Regions from separate parts of the Hordeum vulgare genome. Here region 2 is linked to region 1. The links are chromatin contacts, called in public Hi-C maps. All regions are on one chromosome and are shown on one strand. The core of a region is the stretch at or near the end of the contact, and the rest is flanking DNA. Distances in the headings are between cores, read along the strand shown. Region 1 has its middle 130 kb from the start of LOC123443569. Region 2 holds the start of LOC123443570 (exocyst complex component SEC15B).

Region 1 (4,752 bases), core at 696-3,195:
GCCATCTTGTGAGCTTATTCCCTTGGGAAGAGTAGGATCATACTTCTCCTCTTGAGGATAAAGCTTGGGAATGGGATATGGACCTTCTTTCCAATAATCTCCGTTGACGTGGAAGTAGCCAACACCTTGCTTCTTCCGATGTCCTCCTTGCTTGTGCATAATTTTCTCCAATTGTTACTTCCACAAGACATTTGAAGACACATCTCTCTATAATCCCTTTCAATAAATCATTTCCTTGCTCAAGTGTAACTTGGATAAAAGAATGGTTAGTGGAATCAAGAGAGCTATGTGGCACCCCGCCTGATTACCACTGTAGCGAGACGGTCGCCACGCATACCAGCCTAGGAAATCCCTCTGGCATGCGCGTTTACAACAAATATCATGAACACATGCATTTCTATTAATGTATATATCAGTATTACAAGATATATCACCAGGGTGATGGCAACGGAAAAGCTCTATCTAAGGAAGCATGGTCCTCGTGCGGCTCCAATCTAGAGGGATCCGACTAGGTTACTCTTCTAGCCTGCGAACGCTCCGGCTCCTTGACAACGGACGACAGATCCTTATCTGAACCTGGACATGTTAAAGGCCGCTGAGTACTTTTGAATGTACTCGCAAGCAAACCAACTAACATATACACCAAGCAAAGCAATCCATGGCATTCAAGCATGCATTTGTTATTAGAGCTATATTAATTATCATGACATAGCGTACCTATCTAGCAATATTATTATCAAGGTATAACAGGATTATCCAGCAAGATAACTACTAAAGTAAATACGATAATGTAAACCATATTAAATAAATGATTTATACTCTGAATATTCTCATGATTCAGTCTGAATTTGATCCAAATCCAATCCAACTCATGTGGTCATCCGACCACTCATCTCATAGCCATCCCATGGCTAACATATCATCATTTGATGTCTGCACAAGGCGAGTTCTTTCATCATTATTATCGCTGATACGGTTGACCACCTAGTGAGGTCTAGACGGGCTGTCCAATACCGTGGACGCGACTATTCGAATAGATTTTTATACTCTGTAGAGGTTGCGCACTTTACCCACACCATGGAGCACCTGGCCTCGTGATTCTGTTGGTGTGGACCAGCATTGCTCCAACAAAACCTGCCTGACCCGTGACTCTCCCATCGCACCACCAACATTCATCCTCCCCCGGAGTCATGCTCTGGGTGGCTCCTGTGTCCTCATGACACTTGCCACCGTCGTGGACAAACTGAACTGTCCCAAAGAGGGACTCCCGGGTTAAACAATCAACTTGGCTCACAAGGTTATCGCCGCCTACCGGGCCAGGGTAGCGCACGCGCATAACCTTCCCTGTCTGGAGGTACCGGTGAAAGTGCACGCGATCAGCCCAAGTCAAGGCCGTCCTATACCGGCAAATGTGGCTGCGCGTATAAGCCCGGACAGGTGACTCTAGATCAACCGACTAGAATGCATTAAGTGAGCATGTGGTTTACACAATAACTGATGAGGGCAGCAACTAGGCACTTAAATTATTTACTATGAATTATTATATGGTGAGTAAATGAGAGTAACACAAGCAATAGGTGCAATCTAACAGAAGTTTAGTTATTTCTATCATGGCATAATCATTAATTAAACACACAAGAATAACATAGAGCAATGTTGTAGGACATATATCAGATGGTCGGCTTGCCTGGGTCGAAGAATACTCCGAGAAGAAGTGCGGAGAATCTGCGGAAAGGATCGCCGAAAACTGTTCTCTCTCGAAGAGGGCTGAATCGGGGTCTCGGGTGAAAAGATATCGCTGTCCGAAGTATAGGGACCAATCTGTAAATAAAGCATTCATAGACAGGCCGCTCGGGACTGAACCCAAAGCGCACTTGACTGAAATACGTTTTAGGTGGGTCCCACCGGTGCTTTCTCTCTCCTGCTTTCAAAAAAGCTGGTGGGCCAGTGAAGGGCCAGGCCCACATTATCTTCCTCCTCCTCCCTAGTCGTCCTCTGCCCGCCATGACAAAGTAGACAGGGGCGACGCCAGCAGCCGGCCTGGCCGACACCTTACTGCTTCCCAGGGCTGGCCGATGAGCGGAGGAGCTCCGCCAATTCCTGGCGAGCTCGCTGGTGGCCGCGGGGTCGGCTGGGGTGGCCCGTAGCACTAGCGTCGTGGCCCGGGCTTCTTGGCCAGAGACGGACGAAGATGGATGATGCCGGCGGGGCTTCCCTGCACAGACGCAACGGGGCACTGGCTTCACGAGCTCCTGGCGATGCAGAGGGTGCAGACGGAGAGGAGGGGAAGGACCACAGGCAGGGGATGGCCTAGGGAATCGAGCGGCGGCCTTAGGCCATGGAAAGGCAAGGGAAGCTCCCAGAGCTCGGAGAAGATGGCGGGGGTTGAGCTTCTAGTCAGGAGAGGAGTTCGAGGCACGCCTTAAATAGCGGAGGGATGGGATACGCGATGCATGACGGAGCTTCGAGGTGCGTGACGAGTTGACGGCGTTCCGATGGAGCATCTGCGCTGGCAGAGGCAGCCATGGGCTAGGAGACGAGGGGGAGAAGGCTCCAGGAGGCACACACGTGCGGTGGGGATTTAGTCAGCACTCGCAGACAAGCTGCGGCGATGGGAGGTGATCGAACGACGACTGTTTTGCCATAGTTCACGCAGGCTGCCGACTAGAGGTGAGGTCACCACCAACATCACGTGTCCTGGACAATGGATCATCCTAGAAACTTGTCAACGCGACATCTCACTACTCAAATAGGCCATAGCAGTAACTGGAACCATCTAGGTAGAGCTGAAACGAGAGAAACTTGTAGAAGAAGGTTCTGGCAGCAAGGTGTTTGTAGATATTTCTAGAGAGATCACTGAGCGATAGGAGCTGGAACTTGGCATGGAGCAATGATCTACCAAGGTAAGTACTTTGGTAAATTTTGGGACCATTCGGGTAAGAATTGAGGGTACTTGCTGAACAAACCACCATACCGGACAGAATTGCAAATAATGAAGCTGGGGAAGAATGGCTAAATGGACATGGCTCATACTTAGTGTAGGCTGATGGTTTGAACATATGAAGATACTGGAAAAGTTTCAGCTCATTTGAAAATGCCTACATGGTACTTCCTTCATAGCACTTCCAAATGGACAGAAAATTGAGAAAACTGTTGTGGAATAATGGATGGATGAATTTATCTGAGATTTGTTTTCCATGAGTGATTTATCAATGTTAATCACCATGAAAAACTTCAACTCAAATAGATCAAGGAATAGAGCACTTCCTTTGCAATTTGCCCAACTGGACATAAATTGCAACTTGATATTTTGCTCAAACTATGAACTATGGAACTTGGGTTCGTGGTGTAAGTGGTGAAGATATGGATAGGAGAAGATCCACAAATTATTTGGGATTTTTCCTGGCTACCAAAATGATAGCTCCTTTAGAAACTGCCCAAAATGCAATATTGGCATTAAATAGGAAAATGCACTTTCCCTTATTTAATTATGGCCAATATTTTTGTGGGAGCTTAATATGATCACAAAGAATATCTCCACAAGTTTTTATGAACTTTGGAGATGGATAGATATTTTCCTGGATTTAATTCCTTTAACCAGCAGAAAAATGAATTAATTATAAATGAAAAATATTGCAAATGACTTGGCAATATTTTTGCATATCCAGGGTTTATAGATAAAGGATGATCACTAGGAAAAGTTTGGGAGGCAAAAAAATCATAGGAAGCTGGGGTTCCTTCGAAACAGGAGAGATCAGGGTTTCCCTACCGGCAACTTGGAAGGTATGGTTTCCATGGCAAGGTCTGGAGATAGATCTTGGGTGGCAAGGTTGGACTGGGGAGAATCTCTGGTTCGATAGAAAGGCAATGCTGAATGACCATATTCATATACCCAAGAGTGGAAGATATCCGATAACACCGAGGAAAAAGACGGGAGTCGAATCTCACAACGGAAAAAAACAGGAGCGAAAACCAGGGTGTTACAAGCTACTAGAAATAACATCATTTGATTTAACTTTAGCATTGTTGTTACTAGAAGAAGAAACTTTCTTTCCTATGTTACTAGTGTTCTTAGGTTTAACTTGTATAACGAAAGCAGACAAGAGTAATCGTTTGGCTAGATAAGAGAAACTATTCTTTCGAAGATCATCATTTATTGCTTTTAGGAACTCATGCTCTTGCTCTAAATTTAGCTTCTCGAAGTGTAGCTTCTCATGAGTTCTTGAAAGCTCTCTATTATATTTTAGAATAGTTTCATGAGCTAACTTAAGAGTGTTTAATTCATTAGTTAGTCATTCAATTTATCTCTTACCATCATTATTCGATTTCTCTTAACTATCAGGACAGTTAGCAAGTTCAATTTCAGCATTATCACTTATCTTATCAAGAAACAAGTCATCTTATCCTAACAAGTCATCCTCATCACTATCAAAGTCAAAATACTCGGGGTGTGATACCTTGTGGACTTTTTCCATGAAGCAGTTTCCAAACCCCTCATTTGGTAAATCAAATATGTCATAGGAGTTGGCGGAAACAACTGCATGCGGGCAACACCTTCATCTTGACTATAGTCGGAGTTGGAGTAGTAGCTTCTCTCAGATTGGTTGTCAGACTCGGATCCAGAAATCCATTCACCAACATGAGCTTGATGTCTTCTTCTAGAGCTGCTCTTGGTGTATTTGTCCTTCTTCTCTGATTCCTTGCCTCTCCGGGAGTGTCTTCGTTCATAATGATCTTCTCTACTCCTTCTCT
Region 2 (4,752 bases), core at 656-3,155, 310 kb after region 1:
GACGACCACCCCTTCTAGGATATTCCGCCCAGGCATGAACGCTATCTGCGTTGACTGGACCACCGAGTGAGCGACCTGAGCTAACCGATTAGTACCCACCTTTGTGAATATCTTGAAGCTAACATTAAGCAGACAAATGGGGCGAAATTGTTCGATACGTGTCGCCCCCTCTTTCTTTGGTGACAACGTAATGGTACCAAAGTTCAAATGAAAGAGTTTTAGTCGCCCGCAAAACAGGTCGTGAAACATTGGCATTAGGTCATCCTTGATGATATGCCAGCATTTCTTATAGAACTCAGCCGGAAAGCCATCTGGTCCAGGAGCCTTGCTATTTTTCATTTGTCCAATTGCCTCAAGCACCTCTTTCTTCGTGAAAGGAGCGGATGGTATCTCATTGTCAGCATCTCCGATTTGAGGAATATCCGCTACCATTTGCTCATCCATAGTGATAGAACTGTTAGCCGACGCTCCGAAGAGCTGTCTATAGTACGTTGAGATGTACAATTTTAAGTTTTCATGACCAACTATTGTACCCTCATCCTGTTCTAACTGAATGATCCTCTTCTTCCTATGCTTGCCATTCGCTATCAAATGGAAAAACTTCGTATTATTATCCCCATAGACAAACGTACGTACTTTAGCTCAAAGAGCCCACTTCATTTCCTCCTCTCGAAGGAGTACTCGAACTCTGTGTTCAGCTTCATCCTTGGATGCCCTTTCATTTGCATCTAACAAACCAGACTCAGCTTTTCGATCTAGATCGTCAATAAACTTTAGGAGTCTATCCTGCTCCTCTTTATAAATCCCAAATTGATTTTTTGCCCACCCTCGGAGGAACTGTCGAAGATGTCTAATTTTGTTTTGCCATCTTTCAACATTAGACATCCCTCCACCCTCGACCTTCCATTCCCGTGCTATCATATCCATGAAACCTTCTCTCAAGAACCAAGTGGATTCGAATGAGAAATTGTTTTTATTACCCGAGTGGATAGCATCCCCGGAATCCAGAAGTAATGGTGTATGATCCGAAAGAGCCCGATTAAGTGCACACACGAGACACTAACGGGAACTTCTGTTCCCACTCAGTACTAGTGAGCACCCTATCTAGCTTTTCGAACGTGTGTGCTTGTAAGGAATTAGCCCAGGTGTACTTTCTACCTAAAAATTCAATCTCCCTGAGATCCAGACTTTCAATAATAGTGTTAAACATAAATGGTCATCTGCCATCAAACTTATCATTGTTTTTTTCGTCAGAGCGTCTAATGATGTTAAAATCACCCCCAACCAATAGAGGTAACCTGTCATCACACATTCGGACCAAATCGGCCAGAAAATCCGGTTTCAGCTCTGACTGGGCAGCACCATACACCGCTACTAGAGCCCATTGAAAACCGTCAACTTTCGAGCGCAGCCTAAACTTCACCGCAAACTCACCCAACACCACATCGCGAACCTGAAGTGACCCGCACCGCACCCCAAGTAAGATCCCATCAGATCTTCCTCTTGGTGGAAGACAGTGCCAGTCAAAATCCACTCCTGCGGATAAGGTATTCAAGAACTGTGATGTAAAATTATCACGTCCAGTCTCGACGGAGCATATGTGGACCCACAATGAAAATCAAAGAGCACATGATTGAATGTGCATTTCAAATAAATTTAATGTAAACACTTCTTATATTCGGTATCAACATTTGTTTTATATACGACATTTAGTTTATGTGATCGACGTATACGGTATTGCATGGATTTGAGTGTGCGAAAATAAGATACATTGATAAACGAAAGGAAATATGAGGAAATGTATCGATGTGTCCACGGACATATCCGGATGGACCCGCGAGCGTTCGAGAGACCGGGTGCGGTGTAGAAGACATCCCGACTAGTCCACGCGCATACTTCTGTATTACTATTGCCACTCGACGCCAGCTGCCCCGACCACCCGCTGTTTCTTCTGGTAGCATACCAACAGTTCCTTTTCCCCTGTCCTGCCCAACTCGGCAACTCCCCTCTCCCACAACCCCACCTCCTCCAGATCTCGATGCGGCGCAAGCTCGCCGGCGACGCGCCAGCGTCAGCTTCGGCCGGCGGTAGCTCAGTCCCGTCCGAAGCAGACCTGGCGCAGCTCTCCACTGCCATCTCGGCGGGGGAGGACCTGGGCCCGTTTGTCCGGCGCGCGTTCGCCTGCGGCCGGCCGGAGCCGCTTCTATCCTCGCTCCGCGCCGTCGCGCGAGACCGCGAGTCCGAGATCGAGGAGCTCTGTCGCGCGCATTTCCACGACTTCATCCGCGCCGTCGACGACCTCCGCTCTCTCCTCGCCGACGCCGATGTGCTCAAGGGCTCCCTCTCCGCCTCCCACTCCGCTCTCCTGTCATCTGCCGCGCCGCTGCTAGCCTCGCTCGAGTCGTACCTTGCCGCGCGAGCTCTCGCCGGGAACCTCTCATCCGCTCTCGCCTCCTCCCACCGCTGCGTCCGCCTGCTCGCTCTCGCCGCTCGGGCTAACGACCACCTCCAGGCCGGCAACCACAGTCTCTACCTCGCCCTCCGCGCCGTCGATGCCATCGATCTCGACCTTGCCTCTGGCCCCGAGCCGCTTCCTCTTCCTGCCCTTCGCCGCATGCTGCTCAGCCTCGTTCCCGCGGCGCGCGTCCACGCTGAGCGCGAGATCTCCAGGGAGTTTGCCGACTGGATGGTCAGCATCCGGGCTGCTTCGCGTCACCTTGGACAGGTGGCCATTGGTCGCTCAGCCGCGGTCAGGCAGCGCCAGGAGGAGCTCCGCTCCAAGCACCGCCCGCTGGAGGAGTCCATCACCCTGGACGATGACGGAGCTGGTGACCTCGACGACTTTGCTGCAGCCACGGCTACGTCTGATGGGGCGGATGGTGCCGCGGCAGCCTCGTTTGACCTCACACAGCTCTACCGTGCCATGCACATACACCAGACACTGGCGCTTGGGGAGCGATTCAAGAAGTACTACCTGGAGAACAGGAAGCTGCAGCTAACATCTGACTTTGATGTGATTGCGGCAACACCATTTCTTGAGTCTCATCAGGTGTTCTTCGCGCAGATTGCTGGGTTTTTTATTGTCGAGGACCGTGTGTTTCGTACAGGGGGTGGGCTTACATCCCGGGTGGATGTAGATGCATTGTGGGAGGCTGCAGTGGGAAAAATGATCTCCGTGCTGGAAGATAATTTCTCTAGGATGCAGACAGCAAACCACCTGCTTCTCATAACTGATTATGCTGCCTTGCTTGCTGCCACAATGAGGAGATATAGTTATCCAGTTGGGATGCTACTCGACGTGCTGGCTAAGCATCGGGACAAGTACCATGACTTGCTACTTGCTGATTGCCGGAGACAGGTGGCAGAGGCACTGGCTGCAGATAAGTTTGATCAGATGCTCATGAGGAAGGAGTATGAGTATTCAATGAATGTGCTTGCTTTTGGGATTCAGAGCTCTGATATCACACCAGCATTCCCGTATGTCGCTCCGTTTTCATGCACTGTGCCAGATATCTGTCGTATTGTGCGGTCATTCATTGAGGACTCGGTGAGCTTCATGGCACATGGGGGTGGTGGTGACACATATGCTGCAGTGAAGAAGTACCTTGGTCGGATACTCTCAGAGGTTGTGAATGCTTCGATACAGAAGCTTGTGGATTCAGGCAGTGGTCTGAGTGTTTCTCAGGCAATGCAGGTTGCTGCAAACATGTCCATAATGGAGCGTGCATGTGAGTTTTTTACACACCACGCAGCGCAACTGTGTGGTGTGCCTCTACGTGCAGTAGAGCGTGGGCGACGTGACTTTCCACTTCGCAAATCTCGTGATGCTGCAGAGGCGCTTCTACTGCGGCTATTGTGTTCCAAGGTTGATGAATTCATGCGGCAATCTGATGGTGTCAACTGGATAGCTGATGACCCGCCTGCTGGGGGCAATGAGTATGCCAATGAGGTCACTATATATCTGGAGACTCTTACTTCAACTGCTCAACAGATCCTTCCTCTTCCAGTGCTCCGTCGTGTTCTTATTGCAGTTCTTGTGCATATCTCTGAGAGGATTATTGGTCTATTCTTGAATGACTCAGTCAAGCGGTTTAGTGCTAGTGCGGTTACCGGTATAGATACTGATCTTAAAATGTTTGAGTCATTCGCAGAGAACATATCGAGCTTGTTCCTGGACTCTAATCAGGATTCTGCAGCAAGTGAAATGAAGTCTGCACTGGTGGAGCCGAGGCAGTTGGTGAATCTTCTTATGAGCAACAGCCCAGAGAACTTCCTTAACCCAGTGATCCGTGAGAAGAGCTACAGTAAGCTTGATTACAAAAAAGTGGCAATTATCTCGGAGAAGTTAAGGGATACCTCAGAGAGCTATTTCTCGACATTTGGAACTAGGGGTGCTAGGCAGAATCCAAAGAAGAAATCTCTGGATACCCTTATCAAGAGGCTTAAAGAAGCTAGCTAGTCTCTACCTTGCAGTAAGATAATACATGCCTGTAATTTAGCCTGAATGTGGTGTGCATTATGTGTGTGAAATTCATAATTCTTCTACATACTACAATTTTCTTGAAGGTAGAGTGCTTGCTCCATATGTGCGGATATCTTAATTCTATTCTATTCTATTATTTACTCATCAACAGTATGATCAAGAATTCAAGATACAGTACATAATTCGATTTTGTACCTTGAAATAACAACTTGGATATTTATGTGTTCCTTTGTACAACTAAGAACATCTCCATGGATGCCCAAAATTTG

Evidence for each region. A called contact is a pair of places that touch in the nucleus more often than the background predicts.
Region 2: a Hi-C map of seedling shows a contact between it and region 1, with 2.1 times the contacts expected there. The contact joins the promoter of LOC123443570 here to the enhancer-like site in region 1. A contact is called at or near these places in 1 of 6 Hi-C or Micro-C datasets (seedling) and 1 of 1 datasets of contacts at active chromatin or transcription factors (embryo).

Annotation. Positions count from the first base shown.
Region 1 is chr3H:228,136,911-228,141,662 of MorexV3_pseudomolecules_assembly, forward strand. No RefSeq gene overlaps it. Among protein-coding and RNA genes, the nearest start is that of LOC123443569, 130 kb to the left of the region's middle. Within about 2 kb of position 1,946, at least 3 of the 3 cell types and tissues checked have open chromatin away from gene starts, as enhancers often do. A contact at or near this core is called in seedling, where this site is marked.
Region 2 is chr3H:228,447,817-228,452,568 of MorexV3_pseudomolecules_assembly, forward strand. It overlaps LOC123443570 (exocyst complex component SEC15B), which reads left to right and starts at 1,906. Exons shown (of 1, transcript XM_045119996.1): 1 at 1,906-4,583. The coding sequence starts at 2,039. The coding sequence ends at 4,459.